5 separate regions of the Mus musculus genome follow, and regions 2, 3, 4 and 5 are each linked to region 1. A link is a contact called in public Hi-C and promoter capture Hi-C data. All regions are on one chromosome and are shown on one strand. The core of a region is the stretch at or near the end of the contact, and the rest is flanking DNA. Distances in the headings are between cores, read along the strand shown. Region 1 holds the start of Mbtps1 (membrane-bound transcription factor peptidase, site 1). Region 2 holds the start of Atmin (ATM interactor). Region 3 holds the start of Slc7a5 (solute carrier family 7 (cationic amino acid transporter, y+ system), member 5). Region 4 holds the start of Plcg2 (phospholipase C, gamma 2). Region 5 holds the start of Map1lc3b (microtubule-associated protein 1 light chain 3 beta).

Region 1 (2,836 bases), core at 212-2,711:
TGACCCAGTACCCGCTTTGAACTTTCTAACAGAGGCATGGTCTTTGATACGGGAGTGTTCCTAATGGCCGGGGGTGTCTCCATTTGTCCTGTCCCTAATCAGTGGTGATCTTAACAGAAACCCAGAAAACCAAAACTTTAATTACATTTGTGGTAAAGCCATCTCTTTCCTACAGTCTGGTTAGTCCACTACTCAGCTCTGAGCACTCCTTTAGCTAAAGTCTACTGTATGCAGGCTTAATGGGTCCTTTATGACATCAACTTATTGCTCCCAGCTTCTCCTGAGCCAGCAAGGGTCTTCTAATTACTGGGCTTCAGGCATCTGAAGGACAGAAGACCTTGGGGAGAGTGTGGCGAATCAGCAGGGAGACATCAGGCCAAGAGCAAGATTCAAGTCTCAGGGCAGAGAGTGGGCAGGCAATGGGGTTGCCACAGCGAGTTTCCGGAATGATGGGTTATCCATAGGATTCTGGAACCTGGGAATAAATGCGGTCTATCCTTTTCAATGTGTGGGGCTACTGTCTCAGAACCGCCCTTTTAAAATCTCGTTTGTATGTCTGTGTAGGATTATGTATAGGCGTGCAGGTGCCCTCAGAGGCCAAAAACCTGATCCCTCCGAAGCTGAAGTTACAGTGAGCAGGTTCTGGGATGGAAACTTGGCTCCTATACAAGAGTACTGTCCCCTCTTACATGCACTCTTCTGACTGAACACCTGAGGGAAAACACAAGAGTGCTGCACAAGGTCCCCTCCATACCCTGACCTAAATCCTGGGTCCGGATCCCCTTTTCTTGAGTTTGCTCGGCTGGAGGTCCCAATGCAAAACCCAGTTTCCATACCAGGTTTGGCAGCCAAGGTGAGCTTATGAGCCTAGGACTCAGGGTTTGTCTCCTCCATCCTGTTTGCTTCAGTCACAGTCCCCGAGCACACTTAGGTTGTGCCAGGGCCAAGAGTGATCGATCCAGCTCAGTACTAAGGCTGAGAATGGGCCCGTTCTACAGGTGGCTAAATTGCTCAAGTGCGTTTTACCAGACGAAATTCACCTTGATCCTGTTTGTTCCAAATGGTAAATAGTTGGTGTTACAAACGTCCTGTTTCTCAAGATGCTGATGCACCCTCCTGGCAGCAGTAATAAACTGGGGCCATGGGAGTAGTTCAGGAGAACACATAGATTGGATAGGCGCCGTCCCACTTCAGCCGCGCAAAGGTGCTCGCACCCTTCCTGAGTTTCCAGGCCAGGAAACCTGGAGAAACCTAAACCACCAGGGTTCCCTATATATACCCAGAGAGGGCGATTTGGCCTCGCCCTCGGCTCCGCCCCTTCCCGACCCCTCCCCCAAGACCGCAAATGTCGCGAGAGCTCCGCACAGCCTCTCGCCTCGGTGCCGGGCCGTCAGGAGCGCGCACGCAGGTCGCGGGCGCGCAGAGCACGCCGGGCCGTCGTAACCCCCCCACGCCCCAGCGGCGTGGTCTCGCGAGACTTGCGAGTAAACATCCCCCGAATGGAGACCCGAGGCGTGTTCGCGGCGGAGCCGCCGTTCTCCCGGGTCCGCCGACCCCGAGCCTGAGGCGGACGCAGGTACGTTTGCCGGCGGCGGCCGAGAGCCGGACGCGCCCTAGGCTCAGCCGTCCGCTGCCCGCGCGGGGGCCGCCGGCTACCGCAGCTGCTTCCCCAGAAATTGGCCCGGAGCGGCGGCGGCGGCTGCGGCGGCCTGGCCTGCGCCTGCGCGCCGCGGTGCGCAAGCGCCGTTCGCCTCCGCAGGGCCCTGCGGTCGCGAGCCCCGGGGAACCGAGCTGCAGCTCAGTGCACATCGCGGCTCGGACTCGCATTTGCTGTAGGTGTTTTTGAGTGGCGCTTTGAAGGGACGGGAGGAGCACTTGAAGATTTCATTCTGGGATCAGCCTCGCTAGCAACCCCTAGGTTTGGAGGCGAATGAAAAAGCCGGACAGAGAAAAGCATAAAAATCTGCAAAACTAGTCGGGGGGGGAAAAAGTTAATATTTAAGACAAGGTCTGAGTAGCTCAAGCTGGCTTTGAACTCCTGATCCTCACGTCTCTGCCTGGCGCTGGGATTAAAGACGTACAGCGCCACACCACTTACCGTTATTTTTTAAACGCAAGACCGTGATTTCTATAAAGTGTCCTATGTATCACAGGGTCACTTGTATTAAGTGGTCCCGCCCTGTGACTTTGTGTCATCTTGCGGAGCAGTTCAGTCGGCACCACAGCCCGCTTTGAGAACCACTCCCCAGACTCCCGGTACCCTGCTGTGGTTAGAACCGATTTTTAGTCTGCTATTTTAGTCACCGATGGACCTGTCTCCTTAGGTTTGCTTTTTGGGAATAGTGGGTCAAGAGTCGCATGTGGCCTTTGGTGTCTTGTTTCCAGAATTCATCTATGTTGTTGCATAAACCAGTACCTTTTTTTATGGTTGTAGCGTAAGTCAGTATTTCATCTTTTACGGCTGAATGATAGTCCGTTGTTTAATAGCCCACAGTTACCCCTATTCATGTGGAATACCTTTTGCCAAGGTCTTATCTTGCAGTATGTGACACATTTGGCCACAGAGCTAATTTTTTGTGGACTTTTTGGTTTTTGTTTTTGTTTTGAGTGTAAGGGTGAAGTGGCTACTGGAACCTGCACTTTTGCTCATTAGGACTCTCCTGCAGTCTCTAAACACCCCTTATAACCAACAATTTGCTGTTACTATCTAAAAAGTGATGCGGTGTTGGCAGGCCTCCCCCTCGCCCCTCGGGAATGAAGGAGCATGTTTTCTGGTCAGATCTTGTTCATTCTTGGTGCTGTCATATGCTTTATTCTCTGACTCAGTTCTCTCTCC
Region 2 (2,836 bases), core at 179-2,678, 2.6 Mb after region 1:
GTTGTAAGGAGCTGAGGGATTAGGCCATGGAATTATTACAGGCACACTCACTCTCCACCCCCCTAAATCATGGTGAGAGAAAGAGAGAATTTAACATTTAGGATGAAAGAGGAAGCTTCAGGTTGGAGCCTGTAGTGAGTTGTGTTCTGGAACGAGGCTCAAACCTTTACACAGAACTTCCTCAGCTTGCCCCTGCTGACATTTCCTGACTGACCTTTCCCTGACATCACTGTTGCCTTTTGTTGGCCTTACTACACTTATTGGCCTTACTACAGAGTAAAACCTAAAAGTTACAGTTGGGGAGTTCTCAGGGGTGGGGGTGGGGGATGCCCACGGTGAATTCACCTGCAGGTCAGAGAGATCCTGCAACCCTCCAAGTAATGACTCAAATCTGACCAGGGGAAAGGCGCACAAAACTGCTTTCAGTGACTTGCGTTTTCCAGTTGGAGCACTGGGGGCACTGAGATCTGACGGTGAAAGGAAGCTTTCTACTGTAAAAGCTGAGCAGCTGTGACTTAACAGGTCTGGCATGGGGGCCCTAACATCTGATTTCCTCCCCCAAGCTTCCAGAGTATACCATGGGTTTGAAAGCCACCGTCCCCATTTATGTAACACGGAGAGGTCTTGGTCAGACATCCGTCATACCAGCTACCGGTGAACCTCCTCCTTACAGATCCACGGGAGAAACCTCCCTCCCCTCTCCTTCCTGCGCAGAGTTGATCTCAGCAGCCTCGTGAAACTTGCAGCTCAAGTGCCCAGAGTCCAACCCAACCCGCAGCCGCTTTTGAGTGACCAGGTAGGACCCACCGGCAGTTTCGTGGGAGGGGCGGAAAGCCTGCGGGGTTGCATCTGGGTGCCTTGGCGACATCACCTGTCGCTCATCCTTGGAACCTGAGTAAACAGGCAGGCTCCCCGAGGTGTTGTGGGCACGCCACCGAGAAGCTGCTTGCCCGGTGCGTTGTGCGCGCTCCCCCGCGCTCTCGCCGTGCTCGGTCGGTCGGGCGCAGGTGGCAGGGCACGGCGCAAACCCCGCACACCCCGCGCCCGCGTCCCCGCCGCGGCCCGCTCACCTGCAGTCGGTGGCTCTTGACGAGGTGCATGTTGAGCGCAGGGCTGTTGGGCAGGATCTTGCCGCAGCCGCGCACGGTGCACAGAATATTGGTGCGCACAGCCCGGGACAGCTCGCTCACAGTCGGCTGGATCAGCTCCCGGGCCGGTGGCACCGGGGCCGCGGCCCGAGCCCTGGCCGGTCTCGGCCGGCTGCCTTGCAGTCGCGACTCGGGCGGCCTCCACGGGCTAGAGGCGGCGGCGGCTCCCCGCGTGCTCGCCGGCGTGGCCGGGACACCCGGGGCCGGACCCGCAGAATCGGCCGCCGCCGCCTCCGTGGCCGCCATGGCTCCCGCACGGCCGCCAGGCCCCTCTCGCAGTGCCCGCCCCCGCCGCAGCCACTTCCGGCAGGGGGCGGGGCCTCCGGGCTCATTAGCATCCGGCCGGTCGGTGGCCGCAGCGCCGCCCGCCGGCCGCGGCGAGCGCGTGTTGGAGGTTGAAGTCCCATGTGCTGGGAGAACAGGTGAATTGGATAGGTTCCATGAACCCACACTTTCTACTTCCTAGGGACCTGAGCTCAGGCAACAGCTGGATAGAAGAGAAAGAGATGCTTTCAGGTTTAACCTTTTTTTTTTGACCGTTGATTTATTGTTATTAGGAATAAATTTTATATTGTAGACTATTTGATTAGCATGCTTAAGGCCCTGGATTTGATCGGTAGCACACTAAAAACAAAACAAAACAAACTTATCTTATTCTTTGAGGCCCCGCCTGGCCTCAGAATCCCCATATAATCAAGGAGTCCTTGAACTCCTTATTCTCTTACCACTACCTCCATACTCCTGGGGTTTTACTAAGCCTAGTGGTAGCGTTAAAGATTGAACCCAGTGCCTTAGACGTGTACTCTGCCAGCTGAGCTACAGCCCAGCCCCCACAGACTAATTCTCTCTTATCTCTGAAGAGGGAAGAGTCTGAGGTGGATCTAGTCGGCTGAAAGCAAGGTGTCAGCTGGGCTTGTTCTTCCAAGGATCTTGCCTTTTTCAGCGTCTAGAGGTCACCTGCATTTCTTTGCCAATGGGCCTTCCTTTACACCAAAATCAGGAATGGGAAGTTGAGTCTGTCACATTTCATAACCGACATCTATCGTCATCATGCCACCTACTACATTGGACCTGGGTATCACAGGGCCAATGGGCTCAACTGCAGAGTCCCTTTGCCTTGGGGACATACTCAGACTCCAGGAATTCTGAAGCAGGCATTTTTGAGAATTGTTCAGCATGACGCTAGGCTTTCTTGTTCAGATTCCAGGTCCAGATTCCTGCCAACTGTACCAGGGAGAGTTACGAAGTAGAATAAATACCCCAGCAAGTGCAAGGGCTTCGGCAGTTCCCATTCAGCCACTCATGAACCTTGTGGGCAGAATGACTTCTTTGTATGTGACTGACTGGTCGGGAGAGTGGTCAAAGGGAGCTAGTGGGGCTAGGGGGATGGCTCTGTGGTTAAGAGCACTTAATGTTCTTACACAAGACAGGTTTGATTCCAAGCACCCAAATGGTGGTTTACAACCATCCATAACTCCAGTTCCCAGGCACGAATGTGGTATACATACACAGATGCAAACAAAGCACTCATACAAATAAAATCAAACCATCCCCCCTCCCCCTTAAAAAGGTATGTATGGAGGAAATGTCTTTAAGCCTTAGTTAGGGTTTCTATTGTGATAAAACACCGTGACCAAAAAGCAAGTTGGGGGAGGAAAGGGTTTATTTGGCTTAGACTTCCAGATTGT
Region 3 (2,836 bases), core at 159-2,658, 2.3 Mb before region 1:
GATACCAGCTTGTCATTGCTTGTGAATGGCTGACATACTGGGGGTTGGGGGAGGTAGCTCCAGTGACCCTTGGAGTCTTTGGCTGAACACCTCCCCGACATGGGCTTCCAAGGGGCAGCTCTGGCATTCTTGGCTGCAGCAGTAGATCCAAAGATGGGGAGAAGTTTGAATTTCTTCATTGGTCATGCCTCAGCAGTGGGGAAGGCTTGGCAGACTGGACAGTTTAGCAGAGCATACAGGGCTCTGTATCCTTACAAGTCTGAAGGTTCTTAAATTAAGCCCCCCCCCCCACCTTCCCTTCTGCTTGTCTGTGAGTTTTCCTGGGGACTCCTTTGGACAGAAAATGGAACAGCTGGTGAAAAGGAGGGGGTCTTGGGGCTCCTGGACTTATCTTGACCAATGAAATTTTCCAAGCGTACCATCAGCTCAAATTACACAGCCCATACCACGAGGGCTTGAACCCACTTCCTTGAGCTCACCGGTGGGCGTCACGAAGATGCCAGAGCTGATAATGGTGCCCACGATGATGGCACCAGGCCTGGGATGCTGAACCTTCCAGATGTGTGACCACATTATCTCAAAAACCCTCTTACCTAAGATTTCCTAAGAATGACAACCTAAAGCCCTTTCACCCTACAGTAGATTGGGTTGGTTCCCTTCTAAAACTTGCTTCTCCAGATTGGGTGTACCACTAATCGAGCTTTTGTCAAGACCCTCCTTGGGACCAGATGGATATCTAAGTCCAGGAGTAAGCTGGCTACCATTCTGGTCTATTCTTCCGTTTCCTCCAGAGCTGACGGATCATTTCGCCCTCAGACTCGTTTCCTCTGGACCAAGTTGGACTATAGGGGTGCCTCACCCCACAACCCACCCCCACTTATCCTAGATAAGATATTTATCCTTCATCTCCCAGACGCACAGGATATGCACACTGGAGGAAGCGGAGATAAACACCCGCGAGGCAGGGCCAGGATTCCGGGCAGGTGTTGGGACTATACACTGAGCCACCCCCCTTCCGGTGCTTTCTCCCTTGACAAGTCCTCTGCGCCGCCTGGGGCGGGAGAAGAAGCACGCCCTTACCAATCGGCCCTGACATCCTGCACAGGACTTGTGAGGAGGTGTGAGTCGACTCTCCACCCGCGTACAACATTCGGATCTTGTGAAACACGCCGCGATAAACCCATCAGTAGTCACGCCGCGTTAAACACATCAGTAGTCCTCAGTTTCAGGATCTTAACGCTCCACGTGCTCTAACAGACTTGGGGGCGGGGGCCCGCGAAGGAGGCGGGGTCGCGCGGGCTGAGGGGGCGGGGGCCTTTGCGAGCTGAACCAACAGCAGCGGCGATGGGCGGAGCCTGGAGGGCGGGTAACGGTAGAGATAAAAGGCCGCGCGGGCGGGGCGGACGCAGACGCACTTCTCAGTACGCGGAGAGCGGCTCGGCCGCGCGCACGCCGGGTATCCAGGCCGAGCCGGGAACGCCGAGAGCATGGCGGTCGCGGGCGCCAAGAGGCGCGCGGTTGCGACCCCGGCGGCGGCGGCGGCGGAGGAGGAGCGGCAGGCGCGGGAGAAGATGTTGGAGGCGCGGCGCGGGGACGGCGCGGACCCCGAGGGCGAAGGCGTGACCCTGCAGCGCAATATCACGCTGCTCAACGGTGTGGCCATCATCGTGGGCACCATCATCGGCTCTGGCATCTTCGTGACGCCCACCGGCGTGCTCAAGGAAGCGGGGTCGCCCGGACTGTCGCTCGTGGTGTGGGCTGTGTGCGGCGTCTTCTCCATCGTGGGCGCACTCTGCTACGCGGAGCTGGGCACCACCATCTCCAAGTCAGGCGGCGACTACGCCTACATGCTGGAGGTCTACGGCTCGTTGCCCGCCTTCCTCAAGCTCTGGATCGAGCTGCTCATCATTCGGCCCTCCTCGCAGTACATCGTGGCGCTGGTCTTCGCCACCTACTTGCTCAAGCCGGTCTTCCCCACTTGTCCGGTGCCCGAGGAAGCTGCCAAGCTCGTGGCCTGCCTCTGCGTGCGTAAGTAGGGGTCCGGGCTGGGGTGGGGCCGGGCTGGGGCGGGGCCGGGTGGGCGCGAGCCAAGGTTCCTGCGTTTACAGCTCGGCAACACCCATCCCAGTATCCCTCCATCTGTCCATCCCTGAACCATCTCGGCAGTTCCAGGCTAAAGTCACAGGCCCCAGAACCCACGTGCGTTTCTTTAATCCATTCATAGTGTCTATGCTTTCGGGACAGCCCTCGCGAGACCTCAGTGGGTCGCGGCTCTGACCCCGCGGCAGGCATCCCGCTTCCCGACCTGAATTCTAAGTACGAGAGATCTACTCTGTCCCGGGTGAGAGCAATACACTCCCTGCCTTCAGCAAAGCACCACGTGGAGTGGCAGATATGCCAGTTTCCTGTTTCAGCTTCAGTTGCTGACTGGTTGCTAAGAGGGAAATTGCAGTTTAAAAAAAAAAATCACTTATGTTCTTAAAACCGGCCTATCAGGAATCAGTGAACTGGCTGACTCATAAGAAAACAGTAGTAATAAATTTGTGTGTGGTAGTGATGGCTGCTTGCTCGTTTAAGATGAGTAGCGGAATCGTGTAAAGCCTGCCTGTCAGTAAAGGACTAAAAGAAACTCGGCTGCAGACAGACGACAGTCTGTGTGGGTGGGCTTGAGGGGTCCCAAGATGTGCCAGGTAACAGCTGTTGAGTGTAGCCTTTATGGGACGCATAGGTCAAGACGGATTGATTTCTGCTTTCAAAAACAGTTGTGTGATTTTTCAGGACTGGGGGAAAATGATCGTTTGAAGCAAATGCCACATGATTTGGTGGTGGAGAGCAA
Region 4 (2,836 bases), core at 146-2,645, 2.1 Mb after region 1:
AGAGAGGATGGGACAAGACATATGAATGGGTCCACTCTGTTAGTTGAAACAGAAAAGCCCTTTTGCGGAGACAGGGCAGGGAGAGGGTTGCCTATTTTCGAAATTAATTATTTGCAGAAGTTTTCCCACCAGTAACTTCCCACCAACTTCGCCCAGGAGGTGCAAAAGGGTCCCCGCTGGGGCTCCTTCAGAGTACCCCACACACGCCGCCTTGCCTGGGAGGCCAAGCACCGAGTAATTTTAAGCATCAATAAAAATCCACAGCCAAAATCCCCTGGGACTGCTACACTGCTGCCCACAACCGTGCAAAATGGGTAACAGCCTAGGGCTAGTCCCGACCCCAACATCCTGTAAGTGTCCCGCAGAAGCAAAGAGCAGGGGCCATGACCTGTGCCCACCAGGAAGGGCCTTTGCCACCAGGGTCAGGAACTGCAGGGAGTCTCTTTGATGCCCCGGAAAACAGGCTCTGGTCTAGTACGGGACCCAAGAGAGAAACCTGGACTCGGGGGGTGGGGGTGGGGGGGCTCCTCTCTGTGTGCTGTGTCACATAAATGGAACTGAAATTCAAATTTAGGTCTCAGAGAGAAAGCCACCTGTTTCCAGGGCGTGTCGGCCCCTCGCCCTGCCAGCCTCTCTCTCAACAGTTCGAGATCAGGGTACGGACAGGGCCTGCTCCTGACTTTCCAGGTATCAACCTCCTAGGTCCGGATACAACCCACCTTCCCTTCGAATTCTGGCTCCCCGCGAGGCAAATGACCTCTTTGAGATCCCCAAACTGAACTGAATTGCGGGAGGGGCGGGTCCCAGAATCGCGTGTGGAGAAAGAGCTGCTCCGCCCCACCCCGGAGCCACCTGTGTACTACTGGGAAGTACTGTTCAAAATCAAGTCCCCGCAAGCAGGGACGCGGCTCCCGCGTAGGACTCTCGGTGGCGAGGTAGACGCTTCGGCCACCCCAGCACCCGGAGCCGCGTCTCTCATTCAAACCCTAGTTGGCCACTGCTCACCCTGGAGAGGTGGCGCCAGCCCCAGGAGAGGAAGTGGCCGGCGGCTGGGCCGGGCCCGGCTGTCCCTAAGCAAGGGTTCCCCAGGGCACACCCGGCCACCTGCCCGGATCGCGCACCCCAGCCCTGCCCGCGCCCTCTTGGGCTCCGGCGCAGTCCCCACCCAACGCGGTGCCAGCTCTAGGGTCCCCGCACACGCGCAAGTCCCCGGGGAGCTCCATCCATCCTGGCTACTCACCTGGCGGTACCCCCGGAGCGCAGCCACCCGCACAATCCCTGGGCCTGCCAGCCACGGGTTGGGGGGACTCGGGGGTCCCTCGTGCAGCAGCCGCCTGGGGCCCGGGCAGTCCGGCAGCGCAGGTCTTGCTCAGCGGCGCTCCTTACTTCTGCTTTGGAGGCGGCCGCGCCACGTGACTCCTCGGGGCCGCCCCCCTTAACGCGCCGCCCTGTCTCAAGGCGGGTCCCGACCCGCCAGAGCATCCTAAAAGAGTCATGCCTTGCCCGACCAGGGGGAAACTGAGGCAGCCCCAGTACCACCTGCCTGGCCGCGATCGCTTAGCCAAGAGAACAGAAATTTCCCAAGAATATCAGAGTTTATGGGGCGCCTACTGCATACAGATACCATGCATGCATTGATTATCTTCACCCACTCGGGGTTGACAGAGCTGAATTTAGTAGTACATTGTTTCCTATCTTAAATGCCGCAGCCTCAGTTTCCATCTCTGCAAAACAGTGCCAGGCTCAAAAGTTTGTTTCAAAGAGTAACTGGGCACTAGAGAACTGAAATCTTGGCTTTTAAATTGGAAGACTGTGTTCTTTAAAACTCGTTGCTTTTTTTTCTGGGGAAAAAAAAATGTATTTTTCCGCTTAACGGTCCATACCTTTAATCCCATAACTAGGAAGGCAGAATGACAAAATTACATCTCTGAATTAGTTCAAGGCCAGCTAGGGCTATACAGTGAGATCTGTGTCCAAAAAAATTTTTTTAATATTATTTTTAAATTATGTGTATATGTGTGTGTTTATGTGAATCCATTTCTGTGAATACAGGGGATCAGGGAGGCTAGAGCTCATAGGATTCTCTGAAGCTGGAGTCACAGGCTGTTGTGGCTATGTGGGTTGCTGGGAGCTGAACTCCAGTCTCTGTAGGCGCAATATGTGCTCTCAACTGCTAAACCACCTCTCCATTCTGACAGAGAGAGAGAGAGAGAGAGAGAGAGAGAGAGAGAGAGAGAGAGAGAGAGAGATTTAAGATTTGATGATTTGATTTGATTTCAGGCTGGTAATCCCAGCACTTAGGAGGCCCAGGTAGGCAGATCTCTGTGAATTTGAGGCCAGCCTGGTCTACAAGGAGAATTCCAGGGCAGCCAAAGCCACACAGAGAAACCCTGTCCAAAGAAAGAGAGAGAGAGAGAGAGAGAGAGAGAGAGAGAGAGAGAGAGAGAGAGAGAGAGACTTGGTTTCTTCTGGGTGCCTTTAATCCTAGCACTCAAGAGGCAGAGGCAGGTGAATCTCTTGAGTTTGAGGCCAACCTGGTCTACAGAAGGACTTCCAAGACAGCCAGAGCCACACAGAGAAATTCTGTTTTGAAGGATAAATAAATAAATAAACAAGCAAGCAAACAAACAAACAAACAAAAAGACTTGGTTTTATGTAGCCCAGGCTACCTCAATCTTCTAGCAGGGACCAACCTTCTGATCCTCCTGCCTCTAACTCCCCGGGGCTCAGTTTACAGGTTTTGCCACTGTTCCCTTTTACATTGTGTCCCCCCACCTCATCCCACCCCCGCAGATGTCCTGCACTAGGTCAGCACTTTACCAACCTCATGCTGAGA
Region 5 (2,836 bases), core at 101-2,600, 2.0 Mb before region 1:
CAAACAAGCTTTCCTGCGGATACACACCCAGTAACCTGGAGTTTAGGACCGTTTTGGGGGTGGGGAAGCAAACACTGGATCACCCCAGAAAAACTCAGTGGAACCACTTGAGAAGCCTGAAATCACGTGATCAGTTCTAAACTTGGGAAATTGGGCGCGTCCTTCTAAGAATCTGCAAGCCTACACGGGCCTCCTGGCTGCCAGTCTCCTTCCTTACAGCACTGGGGATGATCGCTGCTTACTGGAAGTGTAAGAATTTATAACAGAAAGCTAATGGGACTCTGCCACTAGGCGGACCCTGAGCTTCACCGCCCTAAGCCCCACCCAGGTGCTTCAGCTACAAAGGGTCGGTTTGGGGTGAGCCCTACCTAAATCCATCCACCTTGTAAACATTCCCGCAGTCTGGATAGTGGAAACTCTAGAGCTCCAACCTAAATCCCTCCAAACTCACTGGAAAGGAGCAAGACCGGTCCTGGCCTCCTCAAAGGGGCCGCTTTGAACATCTGTGTGGGGAACCTCTCAACTGTCAGTGCCCACCAGTTTAGGTCCAATAAAGTCAAAAAGCAAAGGAAAGCCGCAGCAATCGGATGCCCGCGCTTTCTTCAGAATAGCTGGGTTAGGGAGAGAGGGAAGGCAATCTAGAGAAAAACAATCGCAAGCCAGATGGAGCTTCGGAGAGATTACCCCCGGCCACTCTGGGGACCCGCGTCAGAGCTAATGTTTGTGCACGGCTCATTTTCCCCAACCCACACTCCTTTCTTGAGGGCTGTTCCAGAATAACTTAAGATCAGTACAAGCAAACAAAACAAAACAGCTGTTAAGTTTCCGTTATGAGACAAAGGCCACCCCCCCCTCCACACACACACATATGCCCAAGACGACTTCGGGTGCAAAGGCGGCTGGGTGCTGCTCCGAGGCTTGCGGGGCGCCCGGACCTGGGGCCCACGAAGGACACAGCCAAGCGCGCAGAGCCTGCGGTACCCTACGCCACCGGGGTCGGGCCTCCAGTCCCGCAGGGGACGCCGAGCCCATCGGCGACCGACGGCCAAGGCGACGCTGAGCACCCGAGCTACCCCGGAGACCGAACCCCCCCGAGACCAATATCCCACTGGCTGCGTCGCTCCGGGCCCCGCCGGGTCTCGGCCCCGCAAGACACCACCGGCGTCCGGGCATTCAGCGCTCCCGGCACCCGGATCTCCCATCCCCGGGCCCGCGGGGCTCACCAAAGCTCCGGCGCTGCTTGAAGGTCTTCTCGGACGGCATGGCGCGCGGGGGTCCCGAGCCAGACGATCTGACTCCGGCGACGATCACTTCCCTTGTGTGTGTCTCAGTCCGCAGCCGAGTCAGGTGACTCGCGGCGCGTCACCGAGGGTGGGGCCGAGGGCGGCCCCCGAGAGCGGCCATGACAGGCGTGGCGGAAGCTCGGCGGCGCGCAAGCGTGCACGCGCCCAAGCCATGCGCCTGCGCCTACGCCAGCTACGCTGGGCGCTCGCTGGGCACACGCTGGGCGAGCATCTGTTAACTGTCTGCGTGGGTCGGGCGCTGGTGCGATGGAGTCCTGCAGACTTCATTCCCCTTCAGTCCTTGCATGATCCAGCTGGTGGTCCAATGTCCGCTCCCTTGCCGCTGTATTTGATATTCCTAAATTCTACCCACCCCCAACCCAAATAACAAAAAACTGACTTGTGGTCTTGCCTGCTAAATCTTTACGATTATGGAGACGTCTGGAGACTTATGGTTGGATCTGATCTTGTGGCTCTTCCCCTGCGAGTCTTGTGCTGCCATAAACACAAGTATTTACTCCTAAGTCGAAGTCGCAGAGAAGCAAGGTCTTAGGGACTACAGACTTGTCACTGGAGGGCAAGATCAATGACTTGTTCCAGCAAAAAGAAAGACGATGACAACACCTGCTGTGCAACCTGTCCACTCTCTCTTCCCATAAAAGCCCTTTTATGTGTCTGAGCTTGCTGAGCATGGAATTTGAGGGGCATGGCTCACCTATCTTTCCAGGGTGCTAGCCCATGTGTGCCCTCATTTCCTTACTACCACCTATCACGTTTTTTGTTTTTTTAGATTTTTTTGGTTGGTGAGCAATCAGACTGTGTCCAGGAACTGCAGCAGAGGCCTGATCCCGACAGGATCCACCTTGGAAAGCCACAGAGCACAGTTCTGTCCCAAGAGCTTTATCTCAGCTGTCCCTTCTCAGACAGATCCTTCTACCTCAGGTGACCCCAGGGTGGCTTTATCACAGGCATGTCCTCACTTTGACTCCTGCTGAGCCTGGGCCTGATTACAGGCTAGGACAGGTTTCAGTCTCCTCAGGCCAGGCCAATGGTCAGTCAGCCACGGTTTAGCACTTTCTCTGGGCCTCAAGCTACTTCCTATCTTCAGTTTGTAGGAGCAGGTGACAGACAGGTCTAGAGTGTGGAGCAGCCACCTCACCCCCATCCCACCCCCAGTGATGCCACATCTGAGCCAGCCTTGTGACCCTGCAGACCTACCACCTGACACTGTACTATCCCTACAGCCCAGACTTCCTCCTTTAAATGGAAATAACCTTCTTCAAGTGCTGTTTGTCCAAGGGATCTTCTACATCTCTGTGACCGGGAAAAGCTGAAAACACATTATGGAGTGAAATCCTGAGGGCTGGTTACTTTCCTTTGTTTGCTTGCTTTGCATTGTTAATTGCCCGAACTTTGTTGTTTTGTATGAAGCTTCTGGTCTGAGGTGCAAGAGACCAGGCTAAAAGTCAAAATGGAAGCCAGATCTGGTGTCCCAAGGCATGTCATCCTAGCACACTGGAGACTGAAGCAGGCTTATCAGAAGTTCAAGGCCA

Evidence for each region. Promoter capture Hi-C pulls out the DNA fragments that hold promoters and counts their contacts. A called contact is a pair of places that touch in the nucleus more often than the background predicts.
Region 2: a promoter capture Hi-C map of hippocampal neurons shows a contact between it and region 1, with 4 times the contacts expected there. The contact joins the promoter of Atmin here to the promoter of Mbtps1 in region 1. A contact is called at or near these places in 2 of 39 promoter capture datasets (cranial neural crest and hippocampal neurons).
Region 3: a contact with region 1 is called in a promoter capture Hi-C map of pre-B cells, with 2.2 times the contacts expected there. The contact joins the promoter of Slc7a5 here to the promoter of Mbtps1 in region 1. A contact is called at or near these places in 3 of 39 promoter capture datasets (embryonic stem cells, erythroid cells and pre-B cells).
Region 4: a contact with region 1 is called in a promoter capture Hi-C map of embryonic stem cells, with 2.3 times the contacts expected there. The contact joins the promoter of Plcg2 here to the promoter of Mbtps1 in region 1.
Region 5: a contact with region 1 is called in a Hi-C map of muscle stem cells, with 8 times the contacts expected there. The contact joins the promoter of Map1lc3b here to the promoter of Mbtps1 in region 1. A contact is called at or near these places in 2 of 484 Hi-C or Micro-C datasets (CD4 T cells and muscle stem cells) and 1 of 9 other capture datasets (adipose tissue).

What each region holds. Positions count from the first base shown.
Region 1 is chr8:119,557,386-119,560,221 of GRCm38.p6, reverse strand. It overlaps Mbtps1 (membrane-bound transcription factor peptidase, site 1), which reads left to right and starts at 1,461. Exons shown (of 23, transcript NM_001167910.1): 1 at 1,461-1,576.
Region 2 is chr8:116,941,985-116,944,820 of GRCm38.p6, reverse strand. Atmin (ATM interactor) reads right to left here and starts at 1,428. Exons shown (of 4, transcript NM_177700.4): 1 at 1,071-1,428. The coding sequence starts at 1,394. It also overlaps a transcript of Cmc2 not described here.
Region 3 is chr8:121,906,258-121,909,093 of GRCm38.p6, reverse strand. It overlaps Slc7a5 (solute carrier family 7 (cationic amino acid transporter, y+ system), member 5), which reads left to right and starts at 1,408. Exons shown (of 10, transcript NM_011404.3): 1 at 1,408-2,028. The coding sequence starts at 1,488. It overlaps BC048644 (cDNA sequence BC048644), which reads right to left and starts at 1,261. Exons shown (of 2, transcript NR_167716.1): 1 at 1,081-1,261.
Region 4 is chr8:117,496,834-117,499,669 of GRCm38.p6, reverse strand. Plcg2 (phospholipase C, gamma 2) reads right to left here and starts at 1,395. Exons shown (of 33, transcript NM_172285.2): 1 at 1,241-1,395.
Region 5 is chr8:121,588,952-121,591,787 of GRCm38.p6, reverse strand. It overlaps Map1lc3b (microtubule-associated protein 1 light chain 3 beta), which reads right to left and starts at 1,350. Exons shown (of 4, transcript NM_026160.5): 1 at 1,224-1,350. The coding sequence starts at 1,263.